Regions from separate parts of the Gossypium hirsutum genome. Here regions 2, 3 and 4 are each linked to region 1. Evidence: chromatin contacts called from public Hi-C data. All regions are on one chromosome and are shown on one strand. Each heading gives the region's core, a stretch centred on a gene start, on an enhancer-like site or on the middle of the called end of the contact. The rest is flanking DNA. Distances are from core to core; before and after follow the strand shown. Region 1 holds the start of LOC107918553. Region 2 overlaps LOC107920708 (S-sulfo-L-cysteine synthase (O-acetyl-L-serine-dependent), chloroplastic). Region 3 has its middle 16 kb from the start of LOC121225993. Region 4 holds the start of LOC107919988.

Region 1 (2,700 bases), core at 192-2,691:
GCCATAAAAATAATAAATTTTTTAAATTAAAAAAATTAGGAATTTTATTTTTTTTATTTTGTTGTACAATAAACCAAGACAAATTGTTGTCCAATTTCATTTGAACTTGGACAACCATTTATTTGTGCTCATTTTGAATATATTATTAATAATTTTTATTTTTATAATTTAAAAAATAACAGTATATTTTTAAAAAAATATAATATATTTTATAAAATTTTATGTTTTTATATTTTTTAGATTTTTAATTAAATTTTAGGATTTTTTTATTTTAAGTGCACAATGAATATGAACAAATGATTTTCTCGATATAAATGGAGCGGGAGAACTTTTTGTCCATTTTTATTTTGAACGTGTATTTTTCTAGTAATTTTATACACATTTTATAATTTAAAAGTTAATAATAAAAAATGTTTTAAAAATAAATTTCAGATTTAAAATAAATTTAGTTTTTATTACTTAATTAGTAAATCATTTTTAAATAAATTTTATTTTTATTCCAGATTTTAAAAACTAATATTAAACAATTTAAAAATATTTTTTTACTTTATTGACAAATTTAAAATAAATTCTATATTTTAAAATGATTATAAATAATTTAAGTAATAAAAATAGAATTTATTTTAAGACATTGATTTATTTTAAAAATAATTTTATATTATAAATAATTTTTGATATTATAAAAATATAAAATTATTAGAGAAATACATATTTAAAATGAACCTAAATAAAAGATTGTCCAAATTCATTTGTATCGAGATAATCATTTATTCAAATTCATTATACACTTGAAATAAAAAATAAAATCATAAAATTTTAAAAAAATTTTAAAATATAAAAAAAAAGTAAAAACAAAAAATTATAAAATACAAGAGTTTATTTTTAAAATATATATTGTTATTTTTTATATTATAAAAATAAAATTACTAAAAAATACATTCAAAATATCTTGAACAAATAATTATCCAATCATTTATCTAGGTTCAAATCCATTATATGGCATGATTCTAATTTTTTTTAAAATTTTTAAGTTTATTTTTTATTAATGTTTATAACACATCTTAATATTTTATTCATTATGGATTCAAAATCTGTAACGAAAAATACTAATTTAATTTAGTATTTTTAATACTTTTACTTTTGATTAATATAAAAATAATGATAATAAAATTAAATATGGTAACTCAAGAAAAGAAAATTTCAAACACACCCCAATGAAAATAAATACATGAATTTAGCTTACTTTTTGTCTCATGCTACAGTATAGCTACAGTATCTAATCTCACTCTCATCGTTAGTTTTATACTACAGTATAGTTATAGTATTTAATCTTACTTCCATCGTTGTTTTTACGCTAACCGCACACTAACCGCAGGTAAATGTATTTTAAGTCACCTAAATGCACCGCCCATTTAAACTCACCTAAGAGTGGGTTTGGATAGGCGATTAGGTGCGGTGCAATGTATTTAGCTTACTTTTTATCTCACGCTACAGTATCGCTACAGTATTTAATCTCATCGCCACCACTATTTTTACACTAAGTAAAGGCAATACCCATCCAATCTCACTTAAGTCTTCTAACCCCACCCGATTCGGCGTCGTGGATGGGCACAAACGATATTAAATAGCCCTCCGGTGAGACGGTTCACGAAAGGAATCACCTTCCAAGTTCCTCTGCTTGTGTAACTACAGAAAAACAAAAATCAATGTCCAAAACTAATTTGTGTTACCTTCTTTTATTGTTAATTCTATTGCCTTCTTCATATTTCCTTACGTCAGTCCTTGCCAAATCTCGAAATCCGATCACAGTACATGCCGACTTTTTCTATCTTTATAAATTTATTTTTCAGTTTTTTATTTTAAACTCTTTTATTGGATTTGTTTTTCTAATGGGTTGTTTTAACGGTATTTCACAGGATTCTGAGATTAAGAAAAAGAAGAGTGAATGTTATGCTGATATCGACAGGTGGGTATTCCCATTTCTCCTTTTATGTTTGGGTTTCTTTAATTTTCTTTTATATTCACTGTTTGTCTTCGATTAGGGTTTCTTTTTTCTTATTTGAATTGTAACAAATCTGGGTTCTTAATATTTGATTGAATCTTGGGTACTTCAGTGGAATTTATTTCAGTTTTTTATACCATTTTCTCAATTCAACTTTCATTCTTCCTCTAGCATTTTTATTTTTGGTCAAAAAGATTATTGGATAAGGAAATTTTGGGTTTTGATGCTTAACACAATGTATTAATTTCAAGATTTTTTTTCTTGGTGTAATATTATATTTTATTCTTTTTTATGGTGAAATCAGTGGACTGTGGGGTGGGCACTGCAAGTCTTCATCAATAGCAAAGGAGAATTGTGCCTTAAAGTGCCTTTCTCCTGCTTGTTACGAACTTATATATGAAAGTGATCCGGTATGTGAAATCCCTCCTTGTTGTGGTGCTCTACTGCATCTGTTTATATCATCTGGTTTAATGGTTTCTTCTTTTTGGATTTTCATATTGTAGCTCGAAGAAGGAGAGAAAGATTATATAAGGAGCCAAGAATTCAAGTACTGTATGTATAAGTAAGTTGCATAGGTTTTTTGGATTCATCATGTCTTTTCCGTTTGATGTTGTGCAATAATCATGCTTTTATTCAACATATCTTAGAATGTGAGTGATGGACTTTGGAGCATGAATGCATGATGCATCACATCTTTC
Region 2 (2,700 bases), core at 69-2,568, 280 kb before region 1:
AAAAATGGAAGTTATTAATAAATGTTCAAATGCTTTTGGAACTGATTTTTCTTCATTTTATATAGTATATACATTGTTTAAATTGTGAACGTATGTCTTGGTATGCCGTTAATGTTAGCTAATGTATATGAAAATTTTTTTAGAGCTTGGTGAATCACAATTGAGCGTTTTCGCTCACCGTTTTGAAATATTTGTTTTCGTGCGCTAGTCCAAGGTTGCATGAAAGGATATCTTGGAAGCAGCACGTTCGAGCATTTTCGTACAATTTAGTTTTTAAAGACTTAATTTCCAATTTGTCTTTGAATTGAAACAAAGACTTGTACCTAGGACCAACGTTACTATTTAGCTATTTTACTCATAATCGTGTTTAATGTTTGACCCCATTGGCCCATTGACATATTGGTTCATTTATGGAATATGTTTTTGGAATTGGATAATTTATTTGGTTTAGATTGAATATTGTAAGCTGGATTACTTGACACGCTAATTTTTGCACACTAGACGATTTTGTTCGAAAGACGATGTATTAAGTTAGAAGCATGTTATTTGTATTACGCTTGAATTGTGAGAATTGTTTATTCATGCCAATATTTTTAGCCTCTTAGCAAATTTTACTTGAGCAGCTAAATCTTGTGTATGAAGTGCTCTTAACATGTTTAAAGTAGGTTATGAACGTATTTGTGTATGCCAAATATGTTGGTTGTGTTATGAGAGCATCTTAGGTACGTTAGAAATGTGTAATGGGTTTGGTAGTAGTGCAATTTATTTATTTATTTTTTCTTTTTTGGGAGGGGGAATTTATAATTTTAGTTAGAGGTATTGATACCTTATACTAAGTATCAGAACTTTGAGGAAAAATATCGATATAAAGGGGGTCATGTATTGCTACATCCCTTGGAATGTTGGAACTCCAAAACATCGAAGTTCACTATGATAATATTTCAAGGCTAGTATTAGTAACCACAATCCTAGTATTAGTACTTAGGGTCACAAGTTGCCTAATTTGGCTCAAATGCCATTTTAAGGCTTGGTTGGACTTGGATTATAAATATCCTATGTTGTATGTCTGAACTATATTCCATTAAGTTTTAATTGTGTTGAGCATGTATTAATTATAAGATTGATGATAGGGTTGTTAGGTTAAGCTGCTGAACTGGGTATGGAATGTTACATTTGATACAATAGACATTGAAATTCTCATACCATGTGAAAATGGTGAGAGTTTGACATAGTTGTTAAGTCAGGCTCAACAAGACCCCACTTATCTAACTAGCCCAAGTCCACTATTTTGGCGTAGATTCCCATCTTTGGGCATGAGGAGCCTAACTTTGACAATTAAAAGGTCCTCTAAGTGTATAAAATCAGGAGCAGGTGAGAGTCACATGCACCCCTCAATGAATTGAAAAGGTGCATGAACCTTAAAGAATACAACTCTTTAGATCCTATTATGAGGCTAACAACTTACACAAATTGACAAGTCTACTAGCCACGAAAAGCAATATTAAATAGATAGGTTCACCCCCTCGAACATCATATCTCAAAACTTAACACCTCAAGATCGGCACAAACTTTTCTTCATTTGAGAGCATCTCTCTTTAGTTTCCTCTCTCTTTATATATAATATAGATGTATATATATAATCTACAACTCCCACCATCAAAATATACTACCTATCACAACACAATCATCTAGGGATATTTTATTTCATCTCAACACCCCGTCCCAACAACTGGTATGGATAAGTGATGTTGCGTTGATAGAATGATCACTTTAACAAGATATCATTGTTGGAAAAATTAATTTAGAAAACAATATTTTTAGGCATAAAACAAATCAAGTGCCCAGAATAAAAACTTTTCTTATTTTAGTATGAAAATTAATTCTTTTTATAGAACTAGAAACTATGAGCTTTCATGGAAAATAAATTTTTTTCTAAAAAAATTACCACTACTTCCTTATAGAATAACGACACTCTCAAATATGTGTAAAGAACTTAAAACAATTCATGCTGTGAAACAATAAAAGAATTTTGCTTGAATAAGGTTTAATTAAATAATAATATTTTAATAGAAAATATGAGTTCTCTACTAGGAGTAGAGTACACTAGGAGTGACGTCACACCTTAGGAAATACTAGGGTTTGTCACCCTTATCATATACCAGACCTAATTTGACATTTCATGTATTAGGTATAATTATATGTGTTATTTAGACATTTATCCAAAACTTATAATATATCTAATCCAATAAATATTTTCTATATCCAAAATATTAGTTAATTAATTAATTTAACTAAATTAATTTATCAATTAAGTTATTTTTTCAAGTCAATTCTAATTTTGTTAAAGTCATGGCAACTTTATCATATTAAAATCTACGATGAAATGTATTTAATTGCCTCATTCAATAAATCCATGATGACTAATTAATTTAACTCTCATTTCGAACTTCAATTATTTAAATTAAAATAAATTAAATAATAATTCAAAAAAAGTAATTAATTTTTAAATTATCTTTTGTACTTAGTGAAAAAAAACACATTCATTGCGGATAATGATACATGCGACCCATTTTTGTTACTATCATGCAATTCATTTTGTGTTATCTCTATTGGATCTAGTGCATTTTTGTCTATGTATACTTGTATTTTTCGAACAAATTAGTTTAATAAAATATCCATCAATTGTATTATATTCTTTGT
Region 3 (2,700 bases), core at 193-2,692, 260 kb before region 1:
ATTAGACACAAATTACTATAGATAAAATAATTTAACTTGAAAAATTTAAAATAATTCAACTCAAAATATAATTTAAACTCAAAATGACCTTAATTTGTAACCCAACTTGAAATAACTCAAAAAATTTAAAACTTAAATTAACTTAATCTAGATTAACTTAACCTAAAATCAACTTCACCCATCCAATTAATCAGTTGGCTTATTCTTTTTATTCTTGTCTATAATTAGTCACATATTGTTTTCTTCAAGAAATTAACATATTCTCCACCCCTAATGTACGAAACATGATGGAGTGTTGGTGTTAAAAGAAAATTGAATTAAACTTTTTAACCCAGTTCCTGCTTTTATATATAATAAAACACACTTAATTTGCAGCAAAAGTAGGAATTTAATATGCCTATAGTCTCTTTTCCAGTTTTGTAGTTTAAATTTCAATTATTGAAGACCATAAGGCCGTCTAATTTATTTATTGCAAAATTATTATGCTCAACCTAAATTTTTATGGTATTAATATCAATAATAGAATTTGCTTATACGATCCCGAGTGAAGAGTAAAGTCGTTGAAGAGTGAGCGTATGGCATTACAGTCGCTCAAAATTTATTGCTTGGTATATAAAGTATCAATACTAAACTTTGGTACCGCTTAGATTAGCAGGTATTGCAAAGTTGTGTCCTACAATCTACTTAAATGCAATGATTTTTTATATGATTATAATAACTTGATAAAAAAATTTGGGTAAAGAGTTATTGTATTACTGAATAAATTAGTGTTAGATTAGAGAATAAATTGATTCTTCTGCTTTCTATAGTGAATGAAGCTTACAAACCAATTTTTTAATGGTTTTGAAGTATAAATATGAATTCAATTCATCCCCTTAATCATGTTTAGGGTGATAAAACTCATGATACAATCAATATTTCATAGCTGTGAGCTTTTTTGTTGTTAATATTTATTATAATTGATGGCAATAATATTTAATGTGTCTTTATAATTTTGAGCCTATCGTAATTGATCATAACAATATTTGATATGTTTACATTCACGAGAAGATAAAAACTTATTTTACGATGATTTAAATCTATAAAAAATTATGATTATTATTTTGTGATTTGATATATCATAATTAATGGTGATAGTATTTGCTATGTAAACAACCATACGGCATAGAGTGAAAACCAAATCTACCACAGTAATAAAAATAAAGAATTAAAATCTTAGAAAATTGGGGAAAGTTCCATCCACTGATTCATCTCTTCAACTTTACCTGCACAACTGTCATCCAAAAGCCATTTCTCAAGAGATGAAAATGAAGGATAAAATTTGCTATTATTCCCAGTTTTTTGCTTCATTTCTTGGGTAATTTCAACACTGAACTGATCATCATTCCCAGAATCTTGAAAACCACCCTTTGAAGTAGTAGAACCACAAGTGGATTTCTCCCAGGCAACATTATTCATGTTCTCAAACCATAAAATGGACTCAAAATGTTCGTTCGACATCAAATCACCACCTCCACTTTCATCTTTCGGCTGGGTTTGGAGAATTATGGCACTCTGATTACTGCAAATATTTGGTGACGCTCTCATCCAACCTTGAAGAAGACGAGAAATATCTCAGTGCTTGAAGCATATGTAGCAATGGTTGAACTTGAACCAGTAGCTAGGGTTTTATTCAAGCAAGCCTGAGCCATTTGGGGGAGTTCCATAGCTGGCTGAAACTTCTTTAGCTTCTTCTTCAAGTGGGTGTTCCAGTAGTTCTTTACATCATTATCTGTTCTTTGTGGTAAATATGAAGCAATGGCTGCCCATCTAAGTGGAAGAATAAAATAAAATTGCCGAATTAGATAATCTGAGTCTGAGATTAACCCAATGAATTGAAAGTGTTTTTCTACAAGAAAACGAAGAAGATGGTTGAAGATTACTTGTTACCCAATAAAGCTTGCAAATGAATAATCATCCCTTCTTCATGAGGTGTAAAGTTCCCTCTCTTGATTCCTGGTCTCAGATAGTTTGTCCATCGAAGCCTGCAACTTTTGCTGCATCTCTGCAACCCTTTTAAAATTTAAGCATCCAAAAGTATGAAACTCCCATTTTTTATTGAGCTGACAAAGTTTAAGATTCTTCAACACATAAGATGAAATAAAATGGTAATACCAGTGTTAGTGGGCACTAATCTCCAATTCCCAGGTCCGTGTTCTTGGACGTAAGAAACAAGAAGGATGTCTTCCTCAGGGGTCCATGGACCTTTCTTGATGCCAACTTTATCACAACAAGGAGATCTTCCCATGCCTGTTTTCACTTTGCTTCTCTTTTCACTGCTTTTTTTTTGCTATATAGCTTCAACTGTATATATACACGCTATATTAATTATTTAACCCTTTTCATGAGTTATCCTCACTGTGATAAACTCAGTTAATAAAAAATTATAAAAATAATTATATTATTTAAGAGTAAAAATATCCAATTTTTTTTCAAAAATCACTGAATTAGATCGATTTTTTTTCAAAATTTACCGAATTAGGTAACGAATTAACAGGAAAACGCTTCCAGCTATAAGCGTTTTCCATAACGGCTACCCCACCCCAACGGTAAAAAACCCAACGGCTCCCGCACCTCAGCGGCTATATAGCTTCAACTATATATATACACACAATATATTGATTATTTAACCCTTTTCATGAGTTCTCCTCACTTTAGTCA
Region 4 (2,700 bases), core at 41-2,540, 370 kb before region 1:
TGACTAAGGATTTCTACAGAAAACTTTGGCTTCTTGATTTACCCTCAAAAATTAAAATTACAGTTTGGAAGATCTCGTGGAATTTCCTTGCTACTCGTGCCAATCTACTATTTAGAAGGCTAACGAGTACTGCAATGTGCCCTCGGTGCGGATCTGGATCTGAATCCATGGAACATCTTTTTTGAGAGTGCCCTGTTACAATATCAGTGTGGAGAGAGTTATCTTTCCTTAGCTACGTGCAGGATAACCAGATGGGGTTTAAACAGTGGCTAACCTGGGTTTTTTCACAGTGCTCAGCATCCCACCGTCGGATTTTCTGTGTTGCAGTCTGGGCCATTTGGGGTGATAGGAACAACAGGTTACATAACAAAGGAGGTAAATCTGCAAAAGAAATAGGGAGATTTGTTAGCAGTTACATTTCAGAGTTAGACTCAGTTGCTAAAACTAGCCGACAGTCCTCCACAACTGGAAAAAAATGGGTAAAACCAACGGACAGTTTTATCAAAATCAATTTTGATGCAGCTTTTGTAAGAGGACAAAATAAAGCGGCTATCGGAGTTGTGGCCAGAAATGAAGAGGGTTCAGTTCTCTTATCTTGTTCAGAGGTTTATCAATGGGTTCCATCAGCTTTTGGAGCGGAAGCAATCACATGTAGGAAAGCTCTCCAGATCGGCGTACATATGAAATGGGACAGAGTTATTATTGAAGGTGATTCGTTATCAATAATAAAGAAGTGTAAAACAAAAAACCCAGATAAATCACTGGTCAGTGCGTTTATTCATGATATCCATCAGCTTTCGGTATACTTTAAGGAATGTAAGTTTGAGCATACCCCAAGATCTACAAATGGCCTTGCGCATAATCTTGCATCTGAAGCGATGAAGAGTAGTAGAGGAGTTTACCTGGTCGGAAGAGCCCCTGGAGTTGCAGAAATTCAAGCAGAAATCGACAGGGTGAGAGAACCAGACTGAAGCCAAATAAGGAAGAAATGGAGAGATGGTTCCGGAATAAAGCAGATTTCAGAGAAACTATACTAAGCTTTTGGTTTTTCAAAACGTCTTGAAGGTGATTTGAGATTGAAGGGACAAGACGAGTTATGACTATTGAGTCTGATTGGGCAGAGGAAACGGCAATATTAATGCATTGCAGAGTTGTTTCCTTTTTTTCATTTCCTAGGTGATTAGGTTTCTTTTTCATTAATGCATTTGTTTTTTCTTATCGATGGGCCTAGGCTGTGTACTGGGTTGGTTTTTCATTCCTTTTGAACTCTTATGTAAACTTTTAAGTTTTATTTTAGCCCAATCTGAGTTTTTTCAAATATATATATATATCTTTGAAGTCATTGGGATGACGCGAACTAATTTCTTTTTAAACATCTTTTTTTTAATAAAAAAGATGGCCAACATAAAAAAAACTTTACGCCTCGTATTGTTCTGATTGAATTCATCATCATCGAATCTAAGCGATTTTGGTGATAATACTAACAATTTCATTTAGAAGAACTGGAAATTATCATTCTTGTAAAATAGATAATTAAAGATTGGTCACGAATTCATCTTTTTTTTTTAAATTCATCTAGTGTATTTTAAAAAATGTTATTACATTTGGTGCCTCATATTGATTCTTTACGGTGAAAGTGAAATCTCATCTTCTGATTAAATTCATCATCATCATCGAATTTAAGCTCTTTTTTTTTTTGATAATTCAAACGATCTTCATTTATAAGAATTGAAAGTTATTGGGTATTTAGTAAACAGAGTTTTAGGTCGTTTTTAGTTTATTTGGGCATTCGCTTTTAGTTGATTTGGGCACAAATGGAAGATTGGATAGTAGAACCCTTTAATTGAATTGGGAATAAGATATGTGAAATGATATATCTGACCATGCTTAAAAATTACTTCATTTGTCACATGCTCTCAAATCTAATAAGATATGTGGAATGAGATATATATCTATTTCTTGAATATTTATGTACTCTTAATTTATTTTTAATTTACTTGTGTAAAATGATTTCTTATGCAACTTTATATTAATTGAAATATGCTACTTGATAAATTTATTCAGAGTGTGACATAATTATCACTAAATATGTAGTTTACAATTATATTAATACACTATTAATATTTATCAATTTCTACAAGGTTAATATTTGCACATAAGGAACTTAAGAAATTTGTTTATTTAAAATTTCAAAAATAGTTACTAATTAATTTTCATAATGGATTTTTTAATTCCTTAATAATAGTGTTTTATTTCAATAATTTCACCCAATAAAGACTAAAGTATTATAAACAAATAAATATTTAACAATAAAATATGACATGCTCATATTTGTCATTTTACACATATCAACTTTTAGTTATTAACTAAAATTTATCAAACACTTTTAAATCAACAATTAATATAATTAGTTGGTCAAACCAACCACTTTAATCAACAATGAATTATCAATCAATTGTCAAACAGGGTCATCATCCTCGTAAAATAGATATTTAATATGAAAAAGGATTTGGTTCTAGACCTAAATCAGTTTGGAATCATTGGAAGAATGGAATGATTAGATATATGGAAAAAATAGTAGAGATGATATAATTTAAAAATGTTTAAATATGTTAAGGGTCTCTCTCCTATTTAAAAAATTAAAATTTTCCCATAACATAATTTTGAAATAGTGAATCCTTACAATCTTTTAGCTAATTT

What was found. Hi-C and Micro-C count contacts between places; a contact is called where the count stands out from the background.
Region 2: a Hi-C map of leaf shows a contact between it and region 1, with 2.9 times the contacts expected there. The contact joins the enhancer-like site here to the promoter of LOC107918553 in region 1. A contact is called at or near these places in 7 of 34 Hi-C or Micro-C datasets (hypocotyl, leaf and seedling).
Region 3: a contact with region 1 is called in a Hi-C map of fibers, with 2.2 times the contacts expected there. The contact joins the enhancer-like site here to the promoter of LOC107918553 in region 1. A contact is called at or near these places in 3 of 34 Hi-C or Micro-C datasets (cotyledon, fibers and seedling).
Region 4: a Hi-C map of leaf shows a contact between it and region 1, with 2.1 times the contacts expected there. The contact joins the promoter of LOC107919988 here to the promoter of LOC107918553 in region 1. A contact is called at or near these places in 4 of 34 Hi-C or Micro-C datasets (callus, leaf and seedling).

What each region holds. Positions count from the first base shown.
Region 1 is chrD13:32,317,000-32,319,699 of Gossypium_hirsutum_v2.1, reverse strand. It overlaps LOC107918553, which reads left to right and starts at 1,441. Exons shown (of 5, transcript XM_016848131.2): 1 at 1,441-1,808; 2 at 1,917-1,966; 3 at 2,307-2,412; 4 at 2,506-2,564. The coding sequence starts at 1,707.
Region 2 is chrD13:32,596,234-32,598,933 of Gossypium_hirsutum_v2.1, reverse strand. LOC107920708 (S-sulfo-L-cysteine synthase (O-acetyl-L-serine-dependent), chloroplastic) reads left to right here. Exons shown (of 13, transcript XR_001690736.2): 13 at 209-442. Among protein-coding and RNA genes, the nearest start is that of LOC107920708, 9.4 kb to the left of the region's middle. Within about 2 kb of position 1,318, at least 3 of the 9 cell types and tissues checked have an H3K27ac peak or open chromatin away from gene starts, as enhancers often do. A contact at or near this core is called in hypocotyl and leaf, where this site is marked.
Region 3 is chrD13:32,576,858-32,579,557 of Gossypium_hirsutum_v2.1, reverse strand. It overlaps the pseudogene LOC107919587. Among protein-coding and RNA genes, the nearest start is that of LOC121225993, 16 kb to the right of the region's middle. Within about 2 kb of position 1,442, at least 2 of the 9 cell types and tissues checked have an H3K27ac peak or open chromatin away from gene starts, as enhancers often do. A contact at or near this core is called in fibers, where this site is marked.
Region 4 is chrD13:32,681,988-32,684,687 of Gossypium_hirsutum_v2.1, reverse strand. It overlaps LOC107919988, which reads right to left and starts at 1,290. Exons shown (of 4, transcript XR_001690507.2): 1 at 275-1,290; 2 at 1-192.